Linked DNA regions of Mus musculus: region 1 is linked to region 2. The links are chromatin contacts, called in public Hi-C maps. All regions are on one chromosome and are shown on one strand. Each heading gives the region's core, a stretch centred on a gene start, on an enhancer-like site or on the middle of the called end of the contact. The rest is flanking DNA. Distances are from core to core; before and after follow the strand shown. Region 1 has its middle 59 kb from the start of Paxip1. Region 2 overlaps Dpp6 (dipeptidylpeptidase 6).

Region 1 (6,803 bases), core at 2,533-5,032, 660 kb after region 2:
CTTTATATGCCCCTCCCACATCTATGACAGAATACTGACGGCACAGTCTTGTGCTGGTAACCACAGCTGCTGTGAGTTCCTAAGTGTGATAGTCATATCTTATCTAGAAAACAGCATTTCACAGCACTCTGGCCATCCTCTGTCTCTTCTAGTCCTTCCTTCCAGCTTGAATGATGTTTCTGCACCCTGGCATGGGTGACATAGAGATCTCATCTAAAAATGAGCACACAGCAGTCTCTTACTCTCAGGACTTTGCTCCATTATGATGCCCGCTGCAAAAGAACCTCCTTCGAGCAACGCATCAGCAAACTGACTTATGGGCATCATCACAAATAGTTAAAAGGTAATTGCAGGCACACAGCATATCCATTTAGCTAAACAGCAATAGTAGCTTCCCAGCAGGGCCTCTGCCCTCCCCAGCTATGATGTTTGACCAGGTTTACCGTACATGAGTTCCCTCCAGTAGAGCCAGCCTCAGAACCAATCAGAAAATGGTTGGTCACCCCCATAACAATCATGCCACTGTTACATGCCACTGTTACACCAGTGGGCATATCTGCCCTGGCTGCTTGCTGTGGACACTATGTCTGTCCGCTCTTTGCCAGCAGATGGCTGCAAAAAGAGAAGCCCAGACCTGCTGGGTCTCTCCGGGGCTGAGCGGAATACTGAGTGTCAGTGACCTGAGAAGAACCACCCTGGGTCGGGAGTCTTGTTGAAGCAGGAACTCACTTTAATGTGGCAGCAATTTGCTTATATAGACAGGGCAAGGAGGTGGGAATATGGTGTATGGGGGGGAGATGACATATGGGGTGGTGTGAGATGACAAGGGATATGGTGTGACTCCATGGGGCCGCGCTAGCTAGGCAGCAGTGATCTCACCTAGGCCGTGCTGAGTCCGTCTCAAGCAGAGGCAAATGGCTATTCCCAAACGATCCAGGCTCAGCTTTGTCTTCAAGGCCCAAACCAAGGCCAAATAGGGTCCGACATATGTCACAGCTGGAAAGATGGCTGATGACCTGCCCCCTGGCAGCCAGGCTGCCATCTCAGTTCTAGCTCTACTTTTTCTGTGCCCAGAAACCAAACTGTGTAGTGTCTTTAGCAAAACATATTTGAAATACTCATTGATCCCCAAAATTGATGTGGGAAGAGTTCTGAATACATCAAGTAAAACCCATATAAGCTGGGGGCTGAGAATGGTGGCTCTCAGCACTTGAAAGAGAGAGAATGGAGTTCAAGGTACTTCTTAACTACATAACAAGTTCAAGGACACAGGGAAAACAAGAAAAGAAAAAATGGAGAAAGGATGGGGAGGAGGGTGGGGAGAATGAGGAGGATAAAGAGGGGCTGGAGAGATGGTTAAGACCACTAGCTGTTCTACAGCAAGACCAGGGTTTGATTCCCAGCACCCACATGGTAGCTCACAAACATCTGAACTGCAGTTCAGGATCTAACACCCTCTTCTGGCCTGTGTGGGCACCAGGTGTGTATATGTTTCACGTACATACATGCAGGCAAGACACCTACACAGATACAAATAAATTTAAAGAAAGAAGTGAAAAGAAAGGACTAGAGGGAAGAGAGGAGGAAGGGAGGAAGGGAGGGAGGAAAGGAAGAGGGGAGGAAGGAAGAGAGGGAGGAAGGGGAGGAAGGAGGAAAGGGAGAAGAGGAAGAGGAGGGGAGGAGAGGAGAGAAACAGAGCACACTGGTGGCAGCTGGATTGAGAGTTGTTGTAAAGTTAAAGAAACAGAAAAACAGCAGGGGCTGCACAGAAAACCTCTGTTAGCCTGGAGCTGCTGATGTGCAGAGACATAGAGTTTGTTTGTGTCCTGACAGGTCCTCAAGGAGCCAGGACTACAGTCAGGCACTGTGGCCTTGAGGGCACCTCACTTTCGGGCACTACGGGTCAAGTGTTTCTTGTTTACTGCTGTGGCAAATGTGGAGGCCTTGGGTTTGGAGTGCTGCCATGGAATGGGAGCCAGAAAAAGGACACCCAAGGAGACTGACAGTCCCCGTGTTCAGATTCAACAGGAAGAAGACATTTAAACACAGACACTGTAATGGGATTCTGGCCACCTTCTGGGCGATGAGGCTTAGATAAGTTATTTAGAGGAACTGGGGTTGTCTCCAGCTGGGAAGCAGAAATTTTAATACTCAAAACTGGGCTATGGCTGTGGGCCGTGGCTATGAGTTGAATTCTGAGTCATCTGAGTGTTACCTGTCATCAAACATCCTGTGGTGATCTCCTGAAGCACCCATGGGGGAGGGGGGGCTGAGACCCAGGGGCAAGACCCATGGGATCCCAACTCCCTGAAATACAGCTATTCATACCAGTACCACAGGCAATTGTGCAGGGTGTTGTTCCCACAATAGGTACCCAGAGCCTGATGCTGTGAGCCCAGAAAGGTCAAGGAGCAGACTTAGAGCAAAACAGGCAGACTTCTACAAACCATGACTTCTAAAAGCATGAGGACGGCTGGGTGGGGTGCTGTCGGGGGAGCCCTGGAGAAGGTAACATTTAAGTCAAGGCTGAGACCAAGTAGGCAGTGAAATGACCCAGGAAGTGGGCGACTGCACAGGAGCCCCCTGCCTAAGAGCCCCAGTGTTGTCAGGGTAATGAGGAATACACTGGGGTACAGGAGGTATCAAGGCCTGGCATTGCTGCTGAAGAGCAGCTCTGCCCATCTCAGCACAACTGTGCTGTCTCCTGCCCTACTTCTCTCCTTGCTGCCCCCAGGGAGTCTGAAATCATGCACATCTCTACCTTACTGGCTCAGTCACTGTGCCAAGGCATTGGACAGGATCCCTATTGTCAGCTCCCAAGAATTTTTCTGGGATCCTCACATATTGTGAGGGCCCTTACCACACTGGAGTGTAATCATGAGGCCAGCCATGATGGAAGAGAGTGTTCAGAGAAGGCAAGAGCTCTACAGTTCCTGTGGACACCCTCCCCTCCCCTGCCCTCCCCTCCCCTCTCTCCCCCTTGGTCTGGCTCTTCCCACTTAATCTGGGTAACTGGTCTTGTGAGAACATGCCCATGGTCCTAGCCTGATTTCCAGGTGGCTAGGAGGCAGCTAGATGAGGAATGAACTTGAGCAGGTGCTCCCCAGCTCCATGGTGCTGTGTGAGGGCTGCAGTTGCCATAACCAGCTTGATGCCATCACAGAGACTCTGAGCTGGAGACACACAGGAACCGAGTGGATCTCTGACACTCTGAAACTAGATCACAAATAGACATTGTTCTGAACTGACAAGTGTTTACTCCATCATTGACACTCACCTCCTCCCCAGTGCAGGAGGCCAGACCTGAGCTGCTTCGTGGGACCCAGGGATTCCCTTGACCTCGTCACAAGACACCAGAGGTCTCACCTATGCAAACCCTCTATGACTGGGCCTTCTGGGTAGACAGTGGAGGAAGTTCTATGGCTACCTGCAGGCCTTTCTGCTCCCTGTGGCTCTGGCTTGCCCTTCAATTTCTTCTGTGTCAGCCAGAGTCACACAAACCAGCAAAGGCCTTGACATTCAGTTTTCTATGGCTAAATGTGCCTTAATGGCAGGCAGGGCTGGCTTCATATCAGATAATAGAATCTCACAGCTCTGGTACTGATCTGACAGCTGCTAGCAGCTACAGAGCCAGAGAAATGGCAGCCAGGCCCCCTCTATGTCTTCAGTGTAAAGTCAAGACATGAATTCCCAAGGTCGCCTGCCCTGACAAGCTATAGCTCAGCTCGCTGTGATGTGTCATGCTTGCTAACTGGTATTTCTCCAGCCAGACTGAATTCTTCGTGTTTCCCAGAAACTGTGTCACACATGACTGTCTCAGAGAAAGAAGTGACCGCAGCAAGCTAGCTGCTCTGTTCCACTTGTGTCTCAGACCCTATAAATAACACATCAGATGTCACTAACTCCCTAACTGCATGGGGTGGGGGAGCCTCATGTTATGTTTTATAAAATGGCGGTGAGGCAGAAGGGAACACCTGGGAGGGCCACTGAGAACCAGCCATAAGACAGGCTTATTATAAAAGAGTATATTTGCAGTAAAGGGACCTGGTGAAGGGGGTAGAGGCAGAGAAAGGAGGGAGACAGAGAAGAGAAGGAGAGAGAGAGAGAGAGAGAGAGAGAGAGAGAGAGAGAGAGAGAGAGAGAGACTTCTTATATGTGAGCCAAGCTAGTACGTGGCTGTTGCTAGGTAACTGTTGGGTGGAGCCTAGAGAAAATACTAACACCCCATGGTTACTTATCATTTTGTTTGAGTAGAGACCCCATCTAATCCATCCTGAACCAGGAAACAACCAGAGGAGATGGAGCCATACTTGTGGACACACAGTAAGCCGCTGAGGACCACTAGTGTCACACAGGACAGTCGGCAGGACCTTAGCCAGCTCTCACAGTAGGCAGAGCCACCAGAAGTCTGTTTATCAATGAAATTCCCTTCACGTGTTCTGTCTATAAAACACCCCTGGGCTTTGAGAGCAGGGGTATGCTATCAGCGGAGTGCACAGGCAATCAGCAGAACAATCTCCACCCAAGAAAGCTAATAGTCTATGAACCCACACCTTATCCCGCCACGGGATGACATAGACCATGCCAGCACCTGCCCTGGGAGTTTGCTCATTGGTACAAAGTGCCTTCCAGAAAAACCCTAATATGAGACCAGTGAGATGTCTCAGCAGATAAAGGCACCTGCTGTCTGTCAAGCCTGATGACATGACTTCGATCTCCTGGACTCCCCATATGTATACATACTACATAAACAAGCAAAGCCACCCACACAGGTGGGTGTTGATGACAGGACAGCCTGACAGAAGGGTCTGGAGGGTTGGGTCTGCTTTGTATCACTGCTTCACTCTCTTAGGCCTTCTGTCCACACCCTCTGGGAAGGCTGCTCTACAGGAACCTCTCTTAGGTGGAAAGCCCAGTGTCACAGTAGGGGCTTTAAGTGAAGTATCAGTGGGTGGTGAATCTGGCCTCCCCACCCCTGGGTATCAGCCACATGCTTGAGCATCTCTCTGTCTTATCTTTATGATGACATCTGATCATGGTATCCATCTTGATGTTACCCAGGGTAAAATTGGAGACTTGAAAAGCAGAGGGACTGACAGCAAAGTGGGGTCAGGAGAAGCATCTAGAGACAATTCCCATTATTCCAAAATGAGGAAAGTGCCTAAGGTACCTAAGGTCAGAGGGTCACTTCCTACCTGCACTGGGCCCCTGTACCATTCCTGGGAGTCGCCTGGACCAAGCCCTAAGCCAAATCCCCAGCTCTCCTGTACAGCAGGGTGCCACACCCACTCCAGTGAAGTCTGCGTGACAGGCCCAAAAGCTTGGATGCAGTCCTGAGGCAAAAAGTTTCATGGAAACTTAGTCTCCTGGAGCCTTGGTATCCCATAGCATGAATGCTCCAGATTTGTCCTTGCAATAGTCGGTATTGTATTATAGGTAATGCTACTCATTCAGACGAAATGCCTCCAGTGTTGATAGACAGTGAAAGAAATCAGACACTGCAGTTTACTGGGTAAGAGCTAGAAATCTCAGGACAAGTTCTACAAAGCAAACTTAGAATTATAGCCGAGTCACTTCCATATGCAGGAATTTACAATGGCCTGGGAAGAAGGAGGGTTGTGGTTTAAGGAGGAATATTGCATTATTCATGAAAAGGCCAGCAAGAGCAGAATCCCCTGGTTCAAGCTTTCACAAGGCTCAGAGGAATAGCATAAATTGTGACTAGGGTATGAAATCTTCACCTGGCTCCCTAATGGCTGACTTTAGAAAGGGCTGCCTTTTATCTCAGTTTTAACCACTGCCTAGTTCCTGCTGATCTTTATGCATGCATTTTTGTTTTGTGTCAGATAACTTCAATGTACCTTGGCTGATGTGTCACCTAACTTCTTTGTTTTCTTCTGTAATATAAGTCTGATGCTCTCTTTGAGAAATTACATTCAGATACAGCACTCTCTCTATGTCAGTGTCTGTTTGTCACTTTCCACCGACTCCTTGCTCACCTGAACACCAAAGCCCTGGTTCCCCTTGGGTTGAGAGACAGACTGAGTCCAGTCCATGGCAGCAGGGCCCCACTGCATTTTCTTGATGTCTGGAACCACTAGGCCACAAGTACCCAAGAAGCCATTTACCCAATCCTGCCTATCTCCCTCCACAAGCCATGCACCATATTCTAGACCACCTGGGAAGGAAACAACCTGGAAAACACATTTCCCAGTTGTCCAGCCTATTGTTCTCCCTCCTTCCTCGGGCCATTCCAAGGCTCTAGATACCCAGTCCTCCATGCAGAGCCAAAGGTTGTCCTGGGATAGGGTGGATATTCATGATAATCTGGAGAGCCTGATGCTGGGTTCAGCAGTTGGGCAGAGCTACATAATCTTGCTGAAGTTTCATGGAAAGATGAGATCTTTATCAAATATCAAAGCCAAGTTCCTCTTTGGCAGATGGTAATAAGAAGTGAGTGGCTGGGCTGGAGTGAGGGCTTAGCTGTTATGAGCACTCAAAGCTCTTAACAAAGGATTTGAGTTCAGTTCCCACACCCTACATGTTAGTTGTGGTGGCTTGGATGAAGATGACACCTATAGGCACATATATTTGCATGCTTAGTCCCCAGTTGATGAACTGTTTGGGAGGAAGTATGTCACTTGGGAATGGGTTTTGAGGTGTCAAAAGCCAACAACCAGCCCCAGCACCCCCATACTGCTCTTTCTCTTCCTTTCTCCCCCTTTTGGTATAGAGTACTCAAGGCCTGAAGCCTCGGCATGCATGGGGGCTCAGTAATTGTGCTGGTTAACTTTATGCCATTT
Region 2 (6,094 bases), core at 280-2,779:
AGCTCCCCATTACAGTCAGAGCACATCTGATAGCTCAGAGTAGTCACAGCTCGCTGGCATTCTTCCTGGTCTTTCTGGCTCCCGCTCTGGTCTGTGCTCAGAGCACAGAGTTCAAATAAACTCTGTTGATGAGAAGAATATAAGATTTCACTTTAAAAAATACCATCATGAAGAGCTTCATTTAATCTAATTCACGAGCACCAGTAGTGTGTGTGTGTATAATCAGCTATCAACGTTGCAGCTGCTTCCAAGCAAGATTGGTCATAGTTAGTGCAGAGCTTAGGGGGAACTGCTGGGACAGTTTCTTAGCTATCCTTTAAAAATCTGTGCACAGGTTGGTGTGTGTGTGTGTGTGTGTGTGTGTGTGTGTGTGTGTGTGTGTGTGTGTGTGTGTGTATCTTGATTGGTAAAGAGCTCATCTTGTGAGCATGTGAGCCTGAGTTTAAAGGATAGACATGGTAGAATATGCTTGTAATTTCAGCACCTAAGGAATGGATAGAGGCAAGTACCTAAAGGCAATTGGCCAGCCAGCCAGCTTTCATTAGTGAGCCCAAGCCAATGAGAAACCATCTTAATAAAGCCAAATAAAAGCACAGGGATAGTGCCTGAGGAACACCTGATTATTGACCTCTGGCCTCAACAGTCATACACTCACATATGTGCACCCCACCCCACACATGTGTATGCACAATTAGATCAATCTGCACATGCAAGAGGATTTCATGACCAAAAAGTCTAGAAAACACTGAATTCTTTAAAGTTCTGTTAATGGTTTGTTTCACTTGCATTTCACAGTGAATACTGGAATACTAAGTAGAGGTATTTTTAGAGAGATTTCACACTTATATGTGTTGGCTTAGATTGGTGATAGAATTTTGGGACAGATATTATGTGTCCCTCTTCATTCACTTCCGGCTGCCACAGACATCTCTGTCCTGTTCTATTACACCTGTTTTGGAAGTCCTGTTCTCTCTGCCCATATTTTATGCTTTCTAAAACAAACACCACAGACTGGGTGGCTGAGAACAATTCCTATTTGTTATCTCAGAGTTCTGGATGCTGGAAACTCAAAAACAAAAGTATAGAAGAGTCTCTCCCCTCTTGATGGTAGGGAGGGTCCTTTTCTGTCTTTTCCAACTGTGAGAGAGTTGATCCTGCTGTGTGTCTTCGGGTTGTAAGGAGGCCCTTTCTGTGAGTCTTTCAACCGTAGGGAGCATACTTCTGTGTTTCCTCCAGTTTCTAGTAGTCCTGACAACCCAGACCTTGTGTCAGCATCTCTCCAAGTTTATGTCCTCCCTGTTCCTGGCTACCTTCTCCAACTTTCTTTTCCCTTCTTATAATAAGCACAGTTGTGAGTGCCTGATTTCCACATAAGGACATGTTCTGAGAGACTTGGTTAGACAAGCTTCCTCAGCAGCCAAGATATGAAATTTGTCTAGGTATCTACTGATGACTAAATGGATATGTGCAATGTATTATTCACTCATTAAAAAAAAATCCTGTTGTTGGCAGCAACACGAGGAACCAGGCAGAACATTGTGTTAAGTGAGACAGCCAAGCAGGGAGTGTCTCAGTACGTCGAGGAAGCAGATATGTGGTGTAAATGTGGTGTAATGTTTTCCTAGCTGAGCAGAGCTCCATCTTCTCCCCTGCAGCTCACTGCCATTTTTGCTGGAAGCTTTAGGACTTGCAACTTCACTTTACTGTCCCGTTTCCTGAAAGCTCCACTAATTCCTCAATCTAAGCTTCCTGCCACTCTGACACACTCTCAGGAGCATCATGCTTTGAAAACAGAGGGCTTGATCTCACCTCACTGAATACTACCTATGTCCTCTGCTTTGTCCTCTTACAGGGCCTGAGCTCATGGAGGGCAGGGCTGTGTTGTGTCTCAGTGGCCTCCACGTGACCTCAAGCCCATGCTGCCCATCTCTGCATCTCATGGAAGGCATGCCTTACTTGACACAACAGGCAGTCCAGAGTGGCAGATGAGAACATCAATGCTGTATCTCTAGGGCTAAAACCAAAGAAGATGAAGGAGCCTCACACAGGCCTCCACTCAGGGCACCCATGGGCTGTGACATTTCTACATTATTCAGTCTCTCCACCCAGATGCCCTGCTTCCTGCTGGGTCTGGCTTAATGGGAAGGAAGCTATTTTTAAGTGTGTCCTTTCACAAAGCAGCAGCCACATCTCTTGGGGCTTCTGGTTCCTTGCCAGACAGTGGATAAAAATCCGTGTTTGGGGACAAGCAATGAGCAGGAAGTTTAGTAGTAAAAAAATGTAAAATGTCACAAGTCATTACAAACAGCAGCACCTCCACTGCTCTGTGTCCACCCTGTCAAGTGGCTAAGTGTGCACCCCCAGGGACACTTGGTCACCACAAACTTGACTCACAAAGTGATCCATTTCTGTACTCAATGGGCCTTGCAGCCTCCACACAGCAGCATGTCTGTCACCCAATCCCTTTGCAGCTTCCCTGACCCCTGTGCCTTCCCTTCACATGCCAGACTCTTCCATCCCCCTGCCGTGGCATGATGGCTACCAGGACCTCTCTGTATCTTTCCAATTCTAGAAAATGTCAATCATTTTTAAGACTACGTCAAGGTCATTTTTTTCTCTGAGGTAGCATTGGAGGTGTAAGGTGAGCCCAGACAGAGAGCAAAGGTGACCACCTCAGTCTGGTTTATATATTTTCCATGCTCTTGATAAAAGATAAAATGAAGCCATCTATTTTATAATCTCTCTCTCTCCCGCCCCCCCCCTCTCTATCAATTTTGAGGTGAGGTCACATGTAGCCTAAACATGTGTCAAACTGGATATATAGCCAAGCATGATCTTGAACTCCTGTCTCCTCTTTGCTGTGATTACAGACTGTACCACAATACCCAGGGTTTTCAGTGCAGAAGAAGAAACCCAGGGCTTGCATCATAGACAAGCACTTGTACCAGCTAAACCATATTCCCGGCCTTCTATTCATGGTTTCTGGGAAGCTACATCAATTATATGACATGTTCAGTCACAGCATCATGCTGTATGCTCTGGGGACAGACAGGGGTTTGGCTGGGGACAGAAGCTCAATCAGAACCCAATGGCTCTCCAGAGCTCACTGTGTTACATCTTTACCTGAGCTTCCTCCCCAAAGTTCTTTTCCAGTGAGCTTTTAATGTCAGCAGTACTAGAAGGCCCAGGATCCCTCCTGTCTATATCCTAGGATGTGTTTAACTCCTGCCTTGATCCCACAACAGGCATCACAGTCCTACCATTGGTCTCTCACCATTCTTGTCATGAGTGGCAGCCATTGGAGCATGTCTTCCATTTAGAGTATTCACCAATGAGGCAGAGCTGGAGTGAGATGGGGGATGGGGAGCTACGAGAGATGTGATGCCGGACTCACTGGACATAAACACAACCACAGTCCCATTGCTAAAGTATCCCTCTGTGAGGAAAAGGAAGAAATCAGGTAGGAAAAGTAAGTGGTGTCCCTTGCCACTCTCACTGTTCCTACTGGTTGGAGGAGCACAGGTTAGACCCTTCAGCAGGTCCTGTCATAGTTGGTCAAATTACCCTCCCCAGTCCAGTATCTATTGGGGAATTAACATTAAGGCATGATTAGAAATGGCCCAGATTAGGACCAGGCTGATGGTATAACCTCTCGATCCTTAGCTCCAGACCTCCTCTGAAGGGCCTGAGGGAACAGACACTGCACTAAGACGGACAGTGGCTGAGGGACTCTACTGATATGCCAGAATAAAGACCTCGGTCTGTGCTGGTGTTTTATTATTCTGCAGACCTCTCTTGGTATTCCATTCACCCGTTGCACCCCAGCAACTTGGTGTTCTTCAGCATCCTAGTAACTTGGGTGTTCTTCATGAATCCTCACTTTCTCCTAAGTCCTTCCTTGATGCAGTTGTGGCTATTAATTAAGGTCAGCCATCACCACCTTTTACTTCTTACAATCATCCCCCTCCATGGATGTCCCCTGAGGGCAGAGCCCTCTCCAGTTTATACTGGAACCAAGGCATTTGATGACAAATGTTCTATACTCCATGTTTTCAGATTTGGTCACTGGGGCCACATGATGAGCATTTGGAATGTGGCTGATGCAATTAGGAACTGACCTTCAACCATTATTTCATCCATTTTAAACTCATATCACTGTATGTAGCTAGTGACTCCCACTCTGAACATCATGGGTTTGGAGGATGAAGATGGGAATTTATATTCCACCAAATCACAGGAAAACATGCTGACTCATCCCTTTGGTGTAAGATCCCTGGATGAATCTCTTTATTAGTAATGGGGTCCAGTATTTTTAAGTAAAACAGTCCTTATTTCAAGTTAAGCTTACTGTCTTATTCAGCTAGTTCCCGATCCTGTGTGCAAAGAATCGTGTGGCAGCAGAGGAGACACTTGATTCCATCTCATGGGTGTCAGGAATGTCTTCCTGGGAGACCAAGTGGCCATTGTGCTTCTTGAGGGTCCAGGCAGTCATAGGATGGAGGAGAAAGAGGACAGGTCCAGACATCAGCTATATAGAAGAAGCTCAAAGAATCCACATGGACACAGAGCTTCAAATACAGATTGTGCCAGTGCAAGGTACTTAGATAGGAGCCCAGGACAGTCTGTGTATCTTTGTGGCTCTTAAGGGAGTGCCACACTTTAGATGACCTTTGTCAAGGTTCTCATGAGTCATGAGAGAAGTTCATGAAGATCTTTGAGAAGTGTGCAAAGGTCTTCTCTTGCTTTTGTTTTCTCACACTGAATTATTCTGACTTCCATATGGAGAATGGACTGTTATATCTGGCTAGTGTAGAATCATCTAGAGAGAATGAGCTGAAGATCTTGCTGAATGAAACCTACCTACCTCCTAACACAAGCAACAGAATAGAGCATCTGCCAGACATGCAGAAGACATGTGTGTCCTTGTAGGTGGACTTCTGTCCTCCCCTCCTGCTCTCCATCTTCTGAATACTAACATCATTAGAAAGAAGTAAGAAACCCAGAGAAGCACACACACACACATACACACACACACACACACACACACACACACACACACACACACACACACAGAGAGAGAGAGAGAGAGAGAGAGAGAGAGAGAGAGAGAGAGAGAGAGAGAGAGAGATTGAGAGAATTTGGTGGAAGGTGAATTGGGTGTGGAAATGGAGGCTTCTGGAAGCACCAAGGGATGCTGACACCAAGCTGGAAACAGCTGCTCTGGAAGAAATGCTCATACAGTGAGCTAGTGCTGCTCATCTGAATTTTGATGTCATATGAAAGGAAGGATGAGAGCATTGGGGACATCCTGTGTTTAAGGGGAAGACTGTAGGGGCAGCCTCAAAGGAAGACAAGGAGAGTAACTGCTGTGGATGGAAGAGGTCTCCTTCTAGAACACAGGAAGTGTGTGTGCTGAGTGTAGAAGGCAAAGGTAGCACAGGTGGTATCAGCATCCAGAGCATCTCTAGCAAGAGCACAGGCTGAGGAGTTAGCATGCAACTGGAAAACACAAGGTGAAGACACAGCAGAAGGAAAGGAGACATGCTTCCGAGTCCTCAGTGCTCTCCTGGCAGGGGTGGGGTCACATAGAAGTGAAGATGCCACTAAATGTCTCATGACTGATGCATAGAAAGAACACCCCTGACCACTAGATGTCTGTGAGGACTTAGGAAGTCAGGTCAGTGGGTACTGCCCTTAAGGCTATTAATAAAAAGTTATTCTATAAAAATTGTGAGATAGAAATAAAGTTTCATCTTCCTGGTAGTTACACAGTGCAGGTATACACACAGACATGCACACACACATATTACACACACCACACATATACAACCATACCACACACACACACACTCACTCACTCACTCACTCACTCACACACACCCACACACACCATACACACATATACACACACCACACACACACACATATACCCCCCACACACATACACATATACCCATGCATCCAAACAAATGCACACACACACATATACACACACTCTCTCTCTCTCACACACACACACACAACGTGCACACATATACACACACCACACACACATACACATATACTCATGCATCCAGACAAATGCACACATACA

What was found. Hi-C and Micro-C count contacts between places; a contact is called where the count stands out from the background.
Region 1: a Hi-C map of cortical neurons shows a contact between it and region 2, with 3 times the contacts expected there. The contact joins two enhancer-like sites. A contact is called at or near these places in 2 of 484 Hi-C or Micro-C datasets (both in cortical neurons) and 2 of 115 datasets of contacts at active chromatin or transcription factors (SST interneurons and forebrain).

The regions. Positions count from the first base shown.
Region 1 is chr5:27,728,854-27,735,656 of GRCm38.p6, forward strand. No RefSeq gene overlaps it. Among named protein-coding and RNA genes, the nearest start is that of Paxip1, 59 kb to the right of the region's middle. Within about 2 kb of position 3,783, at least 24 of the 459 cell types and tissues checked have an H3K27ac peak or open chromatin away from gene starts, as enhancers often do. A contact at or near this core is called in SST interneurons and cortical neurons, where this site is marked.
Region 2 is chr5:27,066,987-27,073,080 of GRCm38.p6, forward strand. The region is part of intron 1 of Dpp6 (dipeptidylpeptidase 6); the gene reads left to right. Among named protein-coding and RNA genes, the nearest start is that of Dpp6, 21 kb to the left of the region's middle. Within about 2 kb of position 1,530, at least 13 of the 459 cell types and tissues checked have an H3K27ac peak or open chromatin away from gene starts, as enhancers often do. A contact at or near this core is called in SST interneurons and cortical neurons, where this site is marked.